Linked DNA regions of Sus scrofa: regions 2 and 3 are each linked to region 1. A link is a contact called in public HiChIP or PLAC-seq data. All regions are on one chromosome and are shown on one strand. The core of a region is the stretch at or near the end of the contact, and the rest is flanking DNA. Distances in the headings are between cores, read along the strand shown.

What was found. HiChIP or PLAC-seq counts read pairs in DNA pulled down with a chosen protein or histone mark.
Region 2: a contact with region 1 is called in an H3K27ac HiChIP or PLAC-seq map of alveolar macrophages. The contact joins two enhancer-like sites. A contact is called at or near these places in 4 of 47 Hi-C or Micro-C datasets (alveolar macrophages, blood, embryonic fibroblasts and 1 more) and 1 of 2 datasets of contacts at active chromatin or transcription factors (alveolar macrophages).
Region 3: an H3K27ac HiChIP or PLAC-seq map of alveolar macrophages shows a contact between it and region 1. The contact joins two enhancer-like sites. A contact is called at or near these places in 1 of 47 Hi-C or Micro-C datasets (epiblast stem cells) and 1 of 2 datasets of contacts at active chromatin or transcription factors (alveolar macrophages).

The regions. Positions count from the first base shown.
Region 1 is chr16:35,410,892-35,414,562 of Sscrofa11.1, forward strand. The region is part of intron 4 of ANKRD55 (ankyrin repeat domain-containing protein 55); the gene reads right to left. Among named protein-coding and RNA genes, the nearest start is that of ANKRD55, 250 kb to the right of the region's middle. Within about 2 kb of position 1,565, at least 7 of the 83 cell types and tissues checked have an H3K27ac peak or open chromatin away from gene starts, as enhancers often do. A contact at or near this core is called in alveolar macrophages, where this site is marked.
Region 2 is chr16:35,895,885-35,899,555 of Sscrofa11.1, forward strand. The region is part of intron 1 of MAP3K1 (mitogen-activated protein kinase kinase kinase 1); the gene reads left to right. Among named protein-coding and RNA genes, the nearest start is that of MAP3K1, 25 kb to the left of the region's middle. Within about 2 kb of position 1,652, at least 15 of the 83 cell types and tissues checked have an H3K27ac peak or open chromatin away from gene starts, as enhancers often do. A contact at or near this core is called in alveolar macrophages, where this site is marked.
Region 3 is chr16:35,793,995-35,797,665 of Sscrofa11.1, forward strand. No RefSeq gene overlaps it. Among named protein-coding and RNA genes, the nearest start is that of MAP3K1, 76 kb to the right of the region's middle. Within about 2 kb of position 1,802, at least 34 of the 83 cell types and tissues checked have an H3K27ac peak or open chromatin away from gene starts, as enhancers often do. A contact at or near this core is called in alveolar macrophages, where this site is marked.

The DNA of each region.
Region 1 (3,671 bases), core at 315-2,814:
AAACTGAGACAGGAATAGAACTTTAACAAGACTGAGCTCTTCTGTGAGTTCAGTCATCTCAGGAGCTGAGGATTCATGTCTTAAGGGTGATTTCTCAAGTAACATCTGGTCTAAGAGCAGAAAGGCACAAAGGTCTGTTATCCATTAGCCCTTGTCCTCTGCATGGTCAGAAGCCAGGGACCACCCCAGAAGGTGTGAGTGGAAGTTCATTTTCCTGCTGACCTTTCAGTCCTGAGCCTTTGAGTGATGATGGTTCTGAAAGGTAGTAATTAGTGCCAATTGAGGTGATGCTTTTGTAAAGGTGACACCTCTCCATTAGGAAATGGACTGAAGCCAGTGGACTAGCCAAGCAACCAGGGGACAAAAAGCTAAAAAATCAGTGCCTGGTCAAACTCTGGTGCAATTAGAGTCTTCCTCCAACCACGCTCTGGTGCACAATGCGAACACTTGCAAGGATGAAAGTGGGATCTCCAAGGCAGAATGCCATCCTAAGGCTTGGCACAGACACATAAACAATGACGAGGAAAAAGGGACACAATGGGAGAGCAACTAGGAACGGGGGCAGGGTGATTCAGTGAGCTTTTGTGGGACAGGATAAACCCAGGCCAATTAGAATAGCATGGATTAAGCCAAAGGCAGTCATCTAAATTCAGTAAAAAGCAATTTCCTGATTTTTAATGAGTTATGTCACTTGCATTCTGTCAAACTTCTTGTGTCCTGTACTTCTGTTCTTAATTTCGTCTCCACAGGTACCCAGAATTGTGCTAAAACTTGGCATCACCAAGGAACAAAAGCTTCACTCAAATTATTGCAATAACTCTGTTTTCCTCTTTTTCCTTTAGCCCTAACCAAAGCATTCTCCACACATAAACACAAGTGATCTTTTAAAAAGACAAATCTGAATGTTACTGGCTTGCTATTGCCATTGTACTTAACGATAAAAATCTAAAATCCTCCACATGACATGTTCTGGCTCTGCTGACCTCCCCCAGCCAACCTTGTGCCACTCTGACCATCGGTCTGTACTCTCCTTTGCACCTCTCTTCTCTGGATCTGGGTCTTCAAACAAGTTATTCATATATACAAACATATAAGAATATATATACAAAAGTGTGGGAACAGTCAAATTTAATTTACATCTAACCAAGCAAATTTGTTCCCTTTGACTGGAAAGCTCTTTCCTCTGCACTCTGCCCGGCCAGCTCCCACTTCCTGTTCTTCCAACACACGGAACGGTCTTCCCAGACCCACACTGCCCATTTTAAGTCAATGTTCTCTTTAGTTTTCTCTCTCCTAACACTATCCTTTCCCTTAATAGCACTTACTGCAGTGTTTTTTATATATGCCTTTTTCTTCTCCCACTACACTGTTAGCTCTAGGAGGAAGTAGGGACATATATGCTTTATTTTCTTCAGTAAAGCTAGATACTTTATCCCAACCCTTGATATTCTGAGATTCAGTTGGTCAGGGACTGGTCAGGGTGGGGTTTAGGCACTGGCATTTTTTCATAGTTCCTTGGGTGATTCTAGTGTCTAGCAGCCAGGGTGGAGAACTGTTTATCCAGTCCACCCTCATCATTTCAGGAAGGAAGGGAATGCCCAGTGAGTCATGTGACTTGCTCAAGGTCTTCTAGCTTCTATCAGCGGAAATAAAGAACCAGTTCTTTCAGAGCTTTTGTCTTTATACACTGTGATGTCCCTTCACTTAATCTGGACAAGCTTTGTAAACAAGTAGAGAAGGGTTTCTTTCAATTTTTGCTTTCTTGTAGGATAACTAACTTGTACCTGTTTGCCTGGGATTTCCCTGGTTTCAGCATATTAAGAAGTGGGAAAAATGCAATCGACCTCAAATAGTTGTTGTAAAGGTGAAATGAGCTAGGACATGTAAAGGCACTTGGCACTAAGCCTGGCATGCACATACTAGATCAACAACTCTTAGCTTTTTAAACAATACAGGAGTCTTTGGAAACAGGGAACATGGTAGAAACTCTCCCTCCTCCCTCCCTCCTGTCCTTCCTCTTTCCTTGTTTCTTTTTTTTTACTTTCTTAATATAGGTGTAAATATATAAATATAGAATGAAGATGTGTCTCTAGCAATTACTAGAGCATGAAAATACCATTTTTTTTTTTTTTCTAACCAGCACTCGTTACTGTCTGTCAGCTTCAAATGCCACCCAGACATTTCTAGGTAGGGTAATTTCACCCTGTCAAGTGAAAGCATTTCTTCATGCTCAATCACTAAGCAGCTACTTTAAACAATGCTTCCAGGCTTCTCCTCCCTTAGGCATCCATGCTTGTAACTCTGTCAAAGTGCCTATTTCCTGGAGTCTGGCTTCTGCAGACTTCTTAGATGTTGGTATGCCAGATTATTTTTCTAAGGCAGCCCTGGAGTCCTTGGGATACCAACTGAATTTGATCCATATGGTAGCTCTGGGAATGGCAAAATGCTAATCATGTAAAACTCAGGCCACTGATATTTATTTCTTTGTTTATTATCTGCACAGGCCAACTGAAAGATAAATTCAGGGGTAACTCCAATATGGTAGCTGAGGTGTTCATTTAGTTAGTCTTACCTCACTTGTACTGGCCATCTTCATGTCTTTAACAAATGCATATTAAAAATGATGATTCATTTGTGGAACTGTGCACTAAACAGAGATGCAGCAAATTAGAGAATTTCTGAGGATGGGGCTTTGAAGATTACCTCATCCAACCCCCTTGCCTTTTCTAGAGCCGCTCCCGCGGCATATGGAGGTTCCCAGGCTAGGGGTCTAATGGAGCCACAGCCACTGGCCTACGCCAGAGCCACAGCAACGTGGGATCCGAGCCGCGTCTGCAACCTACACCACAGCTCACGGCAACGCCGGATCCTTAACCCACTGAGCAAGGCCAGGGATAGAACCCGCAACCTCATGGTTCCTAGTCGGATTCGTTAACCATTGAGCCATGATGGGAACTTCTAATGTAACATTTTATAATCCACCAAGAAATTCCTCTAATATTACCATTGCCCATCTTTTGGTGATGAGAAGGTTTGGGGAATGAAAGCAGCTGCAGATTTGATGTGGGAGGGCAGTGGACAGGTAAGGAGGGAATAAATCTTGTGTGAAGTGCTAGAGAGAAACTTAGCAAGGGATAAACAGTCCAGGGTGACTGGTGATCAATAAAATCTAATGTTCTGCAAAGCCATAAAAAGGAATGAACTATTTATGTATATAAAAATAGGGATGAATACCAAAATAGTTATGTGGAGAGAAAGAAGCCAGACAAAAAGAGAACATAACACATGCCATTTATACAAAGTTTGAGAAAATGAAAACTGCTCTATAGTGACAGAAGCAGATCAGCAGTTGCCTGTGACTACACAACCACTCTTTACTGGCTCTTAAATAGTAAGCCTCACCTTACTGGCATCACCTTTGAACCCTGCTTCTTCCTCCTGCTCCCTGTCCCATGACTCAGTTGCCAAGTCCAATAGATATTACCCCTTTTTTTTTTGGCCACACCCATGGCATGCAGAAATTCTTATACCAGGGATCAAACCTGTGCCACAGAAGCGACGCAAAGCCACTGCAGCAACCATGCCAGATCCTTAACCTGCTGCGCCACAGGGGAACTTCTGATCTACCTTTTTAATGCTATTCATAATCACCCTTTTCTCTCAATTACCAG
Region 2 (3,671 bases), core at 402-2,901, 490 kb after region 1:
AGTTGGGACAGAAGAAGGACCCCACCCCCAGCTGCTCCTGCCACACACACACTGAGTTAGAGGGGCTTTGTCCTGTGAGGGAGGCTGAAGGAAACTTCTGGGATAGGTTTTCCAAGGAAAGGGAAACTTAGAACTTGAGTGATTAGGTGGAACTACATGGTATTGAGACCAAGAGATCTATCTAAGGAAAACTAGACAAATTTTATTTTTTGCTTCTTCTGTATACTAAACTCACATTTTATTAATTGCCAGCTTTGTTTCTGTTTTTCAGTTGAAAGTTTGAGATTGAGCCAGAATGCTAATGCATTTAGTCAGTTATTTGGTTAAAAAGAATTTCACATGCATGCTTATTTAAAGTTACTGAAAAAAAAAGAAGAGTTGCTGTCATGTTTTAAAACAAAACTAAAACAATAATACAATTTATATATTGCAAGTTAGTTCTTTGCCACATTTGCATTCAGATTATGCTTTTATAGTTGAATTCATTAGGATTAGAAAAATGTTAGGGTGAAACTGTCTTTTGAAGCATTATCATGCTAAATTATAAGTCACAACCTGCCAGTTTAAAATAAATGCAATTATTTGGTTCTTCTAAATTGTAGCTTTTGCTACAGTGGAAAAAAAAAATGGCATATTTATGAACACCTACAGATTCCACTGAAATGAGAACACATTATTTAGATAGACTGAAGGTAATGATTCAGGCTATATTTGGGACAGGCTATCAGAATTAATGTGCCTTCTCTTCTTTCAAGTGATTAGTGAGCAGATGACATCTTTGATGGTAATAGTTGCCTAAGTTACATTTTTAAGGAAAGAGTGCCACCTACTGAATGAAGTCTTTTTTTTTCTTCCTTCCCATTCTATTCCTAGAATGTTCTGTCACTTTGTATCACTTTCTCCAACTGTGTGCTATAGTTAATTCCCATTGGTAATTTATGCCAGACAGTGGAGTTAGAGTCACACCTGATCCCATCTCCAGTAGATAGGCTAGGGTGGCTAGTATTCTTAGAGGGACTTTGTGTCTCCAAAGACAGTCATGGAAGCAAAACCTAAACATAAGCATGAATCAGCGCTTTGCAAGTTTCAAAACCTTCCCCTGGAAGTTCCCTTGTGGTGCAGCAGGTTCAGGATCCAGTGCTGTCACTGTAGCCCCTTGGGTCGCTGCCATGGCCCAGGTCTGATCCATGGCCTGGGGAACTTCCACATGCGTGGGTGCAGCCAAAACAAAACAAAACAAAACACCTCCTCATTTTTTAAATGTATTCACTGGCTGAGGTTTTTGTTTGTTTTGTCTTGAGATGAGTATATGGACATTCAGTGAATAGGAATGGTGAGCAAATGGTTGGAAAGAAATTTTTCTAACAAATAATTAAAGGGAATTAAGGAACATATGACACTGGTCAAAAGCTACTGGGGAGACCTCAGTCTCCTAGAGGATATTAGTACAGAGATTGTTTGATCACAACTTGGCCATAGGTCACTTGAGGAGATTCCTGAGGTCAAGCTGCAAATCCAAATACCTACTTCAGAGTAAACCCTGTGGTACCTTTTGGTAGACTTTATTTGGGAATTTTCACATGGCTGCTATTTGTAGTTTATTAGCACATTTGTGGCTTAATACATTGATAGGCATCGATTGTCTCTAGCTTTTTCCCTTGCTCATAGGACTGTGTAAGTAGAGAGTGATTTTTTTTTTTTTAAAGGAGGTGAACTGTATGCTAAAGTGATTTACATTTGCTGTTGTAGACAGATGAGAAAGGATTCTCACATTTTAAAACTGGAAGTCACTGGATTATAGATGTACAAAGAATATTTTATGCAAAGAGACTATTGGGAGGTACTCTGCAGATTTAGTAATTAGAGTTTGTGGATCCCGTTGAGCTTTGTATTTTTGACATTATGTTTCTCTTGTGGGACTGTAGCTTTTACGTAGAAGCATTAATAAAAAAATAATAATGTTCATTCTGGATGGCCCTGAAATACCATCTTGTGGTCTGATCTTAGTTGGTAAATTCTTAAACTCTAGAAAGGTTACAGCTGGTTAATGACTAGTTACGACTGGGCTCTGAATCTCCAGACTCCCTAATCCTATTATCTTTCTTTGGTTCCATAAAGCCTCCCACAAGTATTTATTCAGTAGCACTTTTTTTTTTTTTTTTTTTTTTTGGCCACACCTGCGGCATGTGGAAGTTTGTGGGCCAGGAATGGAACCTGCACAACAGCAGCAGCCCAAGCAGCTGTGGTGACAGCACTAGATCCCTAACCCGCTGTGACAAGAGAACTCCCAGCACATGTTTATTTTTAAGGAAATATTTCAACCATACAGAAAAACACAGAGGGAAAATATTAGAGAATAGTCTAGTGAACAGCATAAAACCTTTGCATGTGTTTAACAAATGTTAATATTTTACCATAGTTGCTGCAGTTGGGTGTGTGTGCACTTTAAACAAATGAATATTAAAGGCATAGTTGGAGCCACCTCTTTCTTCTTACCTCTGTCTTTGCACCCCAGAGTCAATGAGTAGCCTTGATGAGCAGCCAGTCTTCACATTCCAGATGTCTCTAGTCAACATTGTTACCTCCTTGAAACTAGAAACAGTAGTTGTATTTTGCTATTTTCATCTGTTTTTTCAACTAACATGATGTTAAAAGAAAGTATGAAGAACATAGACTAAAAGGAGCAGAGACCTGGTTTTGAAACTCAGAATTCCCACTCGCTATGGGTCCTTAGGCAGGTTCCTTAATCTTTCTGCAAGAGTTTCTTTGCCTGCCCAACAGAGACAGTGTGTCTTACCTTGTAGGCTTTTGTGAAACTTGGAACTACTTGTATGGATGGCACCTAGCGTAGTACCCAGTACAGAGGAGGCTTCATAAAGAGTAGCAGCAGCAGGAGTTCTCATTGTGGCTCAGCAGAAACGAATCTGACTAGCATTCTTGAGGACACAGGCTTGATCCCTGGCCCCAACTCCATGGGTATAGTAAAGACTACTGAATAGTACACTTTAAATGGGTGAATTGTATGGTCTGTGAATTATATCCCAATAAAGTTGTTTCCTATACCACCACTAGAATACTTTTCTTGTGAAAGACAAAAAAAAAAAAAAAAAAAAAAAAACTTGAGAACTAATTTACACTGTAGAAAAGCTGCCAAAGGTTAAGAATTTACAGATAAATTTACCATAAAATGCTGAATAAGAAAACGTGACCTGGGAGTAAAAGATACATCCTATTTGGAGTTCTGCTGTGGCTCGGTGGTAATGAACCTGACTAGTATCCATGAGGACACGGGTTCGATCCCTGGCCTTGCTCAGTGGATTAAGGAACCGGCATTGCTATAGGCTTCGGTGTAGGTTGTAGACGAGGCTCAGAACCCCTGTTGCTCTGGCTGTGGTGTAGGCTGGTGGCTATAGCTCCAGTTCGACCACTAGCCTGGGAACTGTCATATGCTATGGGGGCAGCCCTAAAAAGACAAAAACAAAACAAAAAAGAGTAGCAGCAGCAGCATAAATACTGATAGTAGTAGTTGCAGTAGTTATGTTTATTTTGTGCTTCCCATATACTTGGCACTGTTTTAGTGCTTCATCCACCATGTTCGTTCATTTTAAAACTATGAGATGACCTTGCTGTTCAGTGGGAAAATTAAAAAATAAATAAATAAAATAAATAAA
Region 3 (3,671 bases), core at 552-3,051, 380 kb after region 1:
ATAGGAAATCAACCGCTGGCCCCTGGAATGCCAGCATTCCCCACCGCTCTGTTTTCCCAGTTGTCAGCTCTGTTTATAAATTGTCCATTTATAGCAAATCCAGCACCTGCTATGAACACCTCATCCTGCCAAGTGTTGGAGTGCATCTCAGAAAGAGCCACTATAGACTTCTTCAATTCCTTTTAACCTTCTCCCAGTCCCAGAGTTTGAATATTTGCATAGGAATTCTGAGGGAGGACACACTCTATACAGAAAAGGCTAGATAGTCTATTAAAAGTTAACATTTTGCTGAGAGAGGGAGGGAGCGCAAATCATCATTCTCTTGGGAGACACAAACGCTCTTTCTGAACAAGTCTGACATTGGGACACATTTAAAATAACCCCTAAAAAATTCCGCAGGGTAAAAATGCTCTGGAAAAAAAAGTTAAGGGAGGCTTTCTTTTTAACTCCATTATGTAGCTTTTTAGCTCACTGTCACTACAGCCACTTAGCAGATAATGCTGCCTGCTGCTCAAACCCATTATGTAAAATATATTTAAAGACACCTTCTCCAGTACTGGAAACCCACTACTGTGACCTAGACTAGGGGCTTTTTCCTTGTCAGTTATCCATTTGCAAAGTGCCTAGAATTAATTCTCCAAATGCCACCCCTCCCCCTCAATCCCAAAATGTTCTGTTCGTTTTGCTCTTTGCAAAACAAAATAAAACCAATGGCACAAGGAGAATATTCATGGGGTGTGGGTTCATGGTTTCTAGAGGGTTGTGAAGGTCAAACCAGATGCAGATGCATGTGGATAACCTTGGGGGTGGTGGGGAGACCCGCCTGATTCTTCAGTTTACAACTTGCCAGGATAATCCTCTTCAAGCATAAGATTGTCACCCTTTTAAAGCCCTGAGAGGGACCCTGCTGAAGACCACGTGGGCAGAGGCAGCTGGGCTGCAGGGCAGCATTCTTGGGCCCCAGCTCTGCCTTCAGCCAAGTGGGCGGCCCCATATTTTTATGGGAGGACTAAATACTTCTTTAAAAATTAAAAAAAAAAAAAAGAAAGTTGGGTTTTATGGACATAAAAGACAACTCGTGCAAGGTTGTTATTATTCGTGGGCCAGCAGAGTTGGGTGGGTGGTCATGAAATCAGGAAAAACAGAAGTGACTTGAGAAATAGAGGGCATGAAACTAAACACCCATGAAATTAGAAATGCTGCTTTGACATAATGTGTTTTCCTTTCCACAGGTCAGGGTCCTCAGCATTACAGAGCACTCCAAAAACTTGCAGTTTTTGTTGTAGTCCGTGTAAATTAAGCTAATCTTAGATTACAGAGGCATCAGTTCTTTCTTTCCCAAATGGGATTGTGCTTAATCAATTCCATGTTACTCCAATGCAAATCATCCTTGCTTACTTTTTGGTCGTTCTGGGGCTGTTTCCCCAACCTGGATTCTCTCACTCATCACAGAAGTCAAGCCCCTGTTACTGGAGATGATCTCTGAGATGCCCCTGTTAGAGAAAGGAATGTGCAAATTAGGAGACTACAAATCAGTTTGAAAACTCAATGACTCCTTCCCATAAATCTATGTCCTTAATATTAAAAATCATTTGGAGGTGCTGAAAAGAAAGAGAACTGATCTCTAACAGAAAACAGCAGCCCTACTCTCTTTGGGGGCACAGACTAGTAGTCGAGAGGGGTAAGGCAGATCTAAATCCACGTTCTGCTACCAAAAATAGAAAAGAGGAAACCTTTGAAGCCAAAGAAGGCCTAAGAATATCCGTCAGCAAAGAGCTAGAGCGACATGGACAGGAAGCAATGCTCAAGTGGCAGTTTTGTGCTGCCTTTTTTTTTTTTTTTTTTTTTTTTTCCTCTTCGTAGCTTTCACAATCATCCTGTTAAAAAGATAGCTTTCAAAGACTTCCCTTCAACACAGATGCGGGCCCTCACAGTCAGCCTTTCTGCAGCAGCTCAGGGGTCTGGCGCTCCCCCGCGCTTCCAGGCAGCCCTTGGCTTTGGTGTTCTTCCCCCTGCCACGGATCACTTCAATCTGTTTAAGGCTGAACAGCCAACTCTTCATAGACCACGTTCCACCGAGAGCCCTCAGTAGGAAATGGTTGGCTGAGCAAACATTTGTTTCCTGTTTTGCTCTTGATAATTTTACATTTCAGCTCAACCTAGCTTTCCCCTTTTATAGTTATGAAAATCAACACATTGAGCCAGTGAAGTTTGTTTTCCCTCATGCATTTTGAATGATGCTATTAAGAATACATGTGAATAGATCTTATAAAAGATATTGGAGTTAGAAGTGGTTCCTTGGAAACAAGAAGGTGAGGGAGCTTCGGAATGGCCTGTGGACAGCTGGAGAGGCATAGATGTTAAGAGGGTGACCAGACAGAGAAAAATAGGGTATGGGGGAGAACACAGATAAGAAAAGACATTGAGAGGCCAGTAGAGCCTCTGTTAGCCATGCAACTTTATACAAATTAGGAAGAAGTACCCCTTTTTCTGAATACACACAAACTTGAGAGGGCACATGGTTAGATATCAGGCCTTCACTCTTCCTTTTGGCGAGGTGCCATTCTGCAAGGCAGAGCCCCACATACTATATGCGGGGCTTGGGAAAAATGTGTGCAAGAGACTGAAAGTTCCAAATGGGGAAATTTAGCAGAACCGGCCAAGAAAAAAAAAAAAAAAAAAAAAAAAAACAAGAGTCACGGATGTTTCTGGTAGCATACAGGAAATCCTGTTTTGAATCATAGATCTTTGCTAACTGAGGGTTGGCAAAACTGATTTCTCCAAACTAGCTTTATCAAAACATCCCAGTGGAGTGTATCATCCTTTATCGTGTTTCATATGATACATGTATTGTTCATTTTTATGGGAGCTTTGTGTTCAGCACATTGAGTGGATAACTTGTAGGCTTTATATAATTTATGTCTGTCAGGAATGACAATCCCTGACTAGGCACAAATGGCTGTGACTAGTTATAATCTGAGCCCGAATCTGAAAACATTTGAACTTCAGAGGATGCACAGTTGGGGATTCTTAACTGCCTTTCTAACTCTTGAATATTTTATTGAAATAACTCATTAAAATTCAGTTAAACGAAAAAATATAATAACCTCCAATCCTCAAACAGATTATTTTTCCAAGGTCATGGTCCCAATTTGTAATATAATCCCTTATCAATCTGTCCAGTTAAATCCATGAATTGCCTCATAGTTAGCAAAATTGAAGAGGGCAAAAAACAAAATCTCACAGAAAATAGAGAAGCAAAAGATGAAACAGAACATGATATTTCTTACCTAAAACATAATCAATATGTAATAAGCGTACAACTCTCACTCAGGACCTGGGCACTCTCACTAGTGGGAACCATTAAGGCTTATGCGACAGCTCACAGATTTTACAGTTGAAAACAACTGTTCCATTCACCATCTTGTAAAATCCTCAAACAGTCCCTGGAGGTAAGTATGTTTTTGTCATTGCCTTTCGGTAGGTGAGAAAACTGCAAAATAGAGAGAAGCTGAGAGACTTGCCCAAGGCCATCGAAATAGTAAATGACAGAACCAGGCTTCAAGGCCAGGCTTCTGGCTCAAACCAGTGATCTTGCTAATATACCGGCTCTCTAGCTCAAACAGTTCAGAGATATCTCCTGATGGCCTCTGCATCCTGGGCAGGTTGAA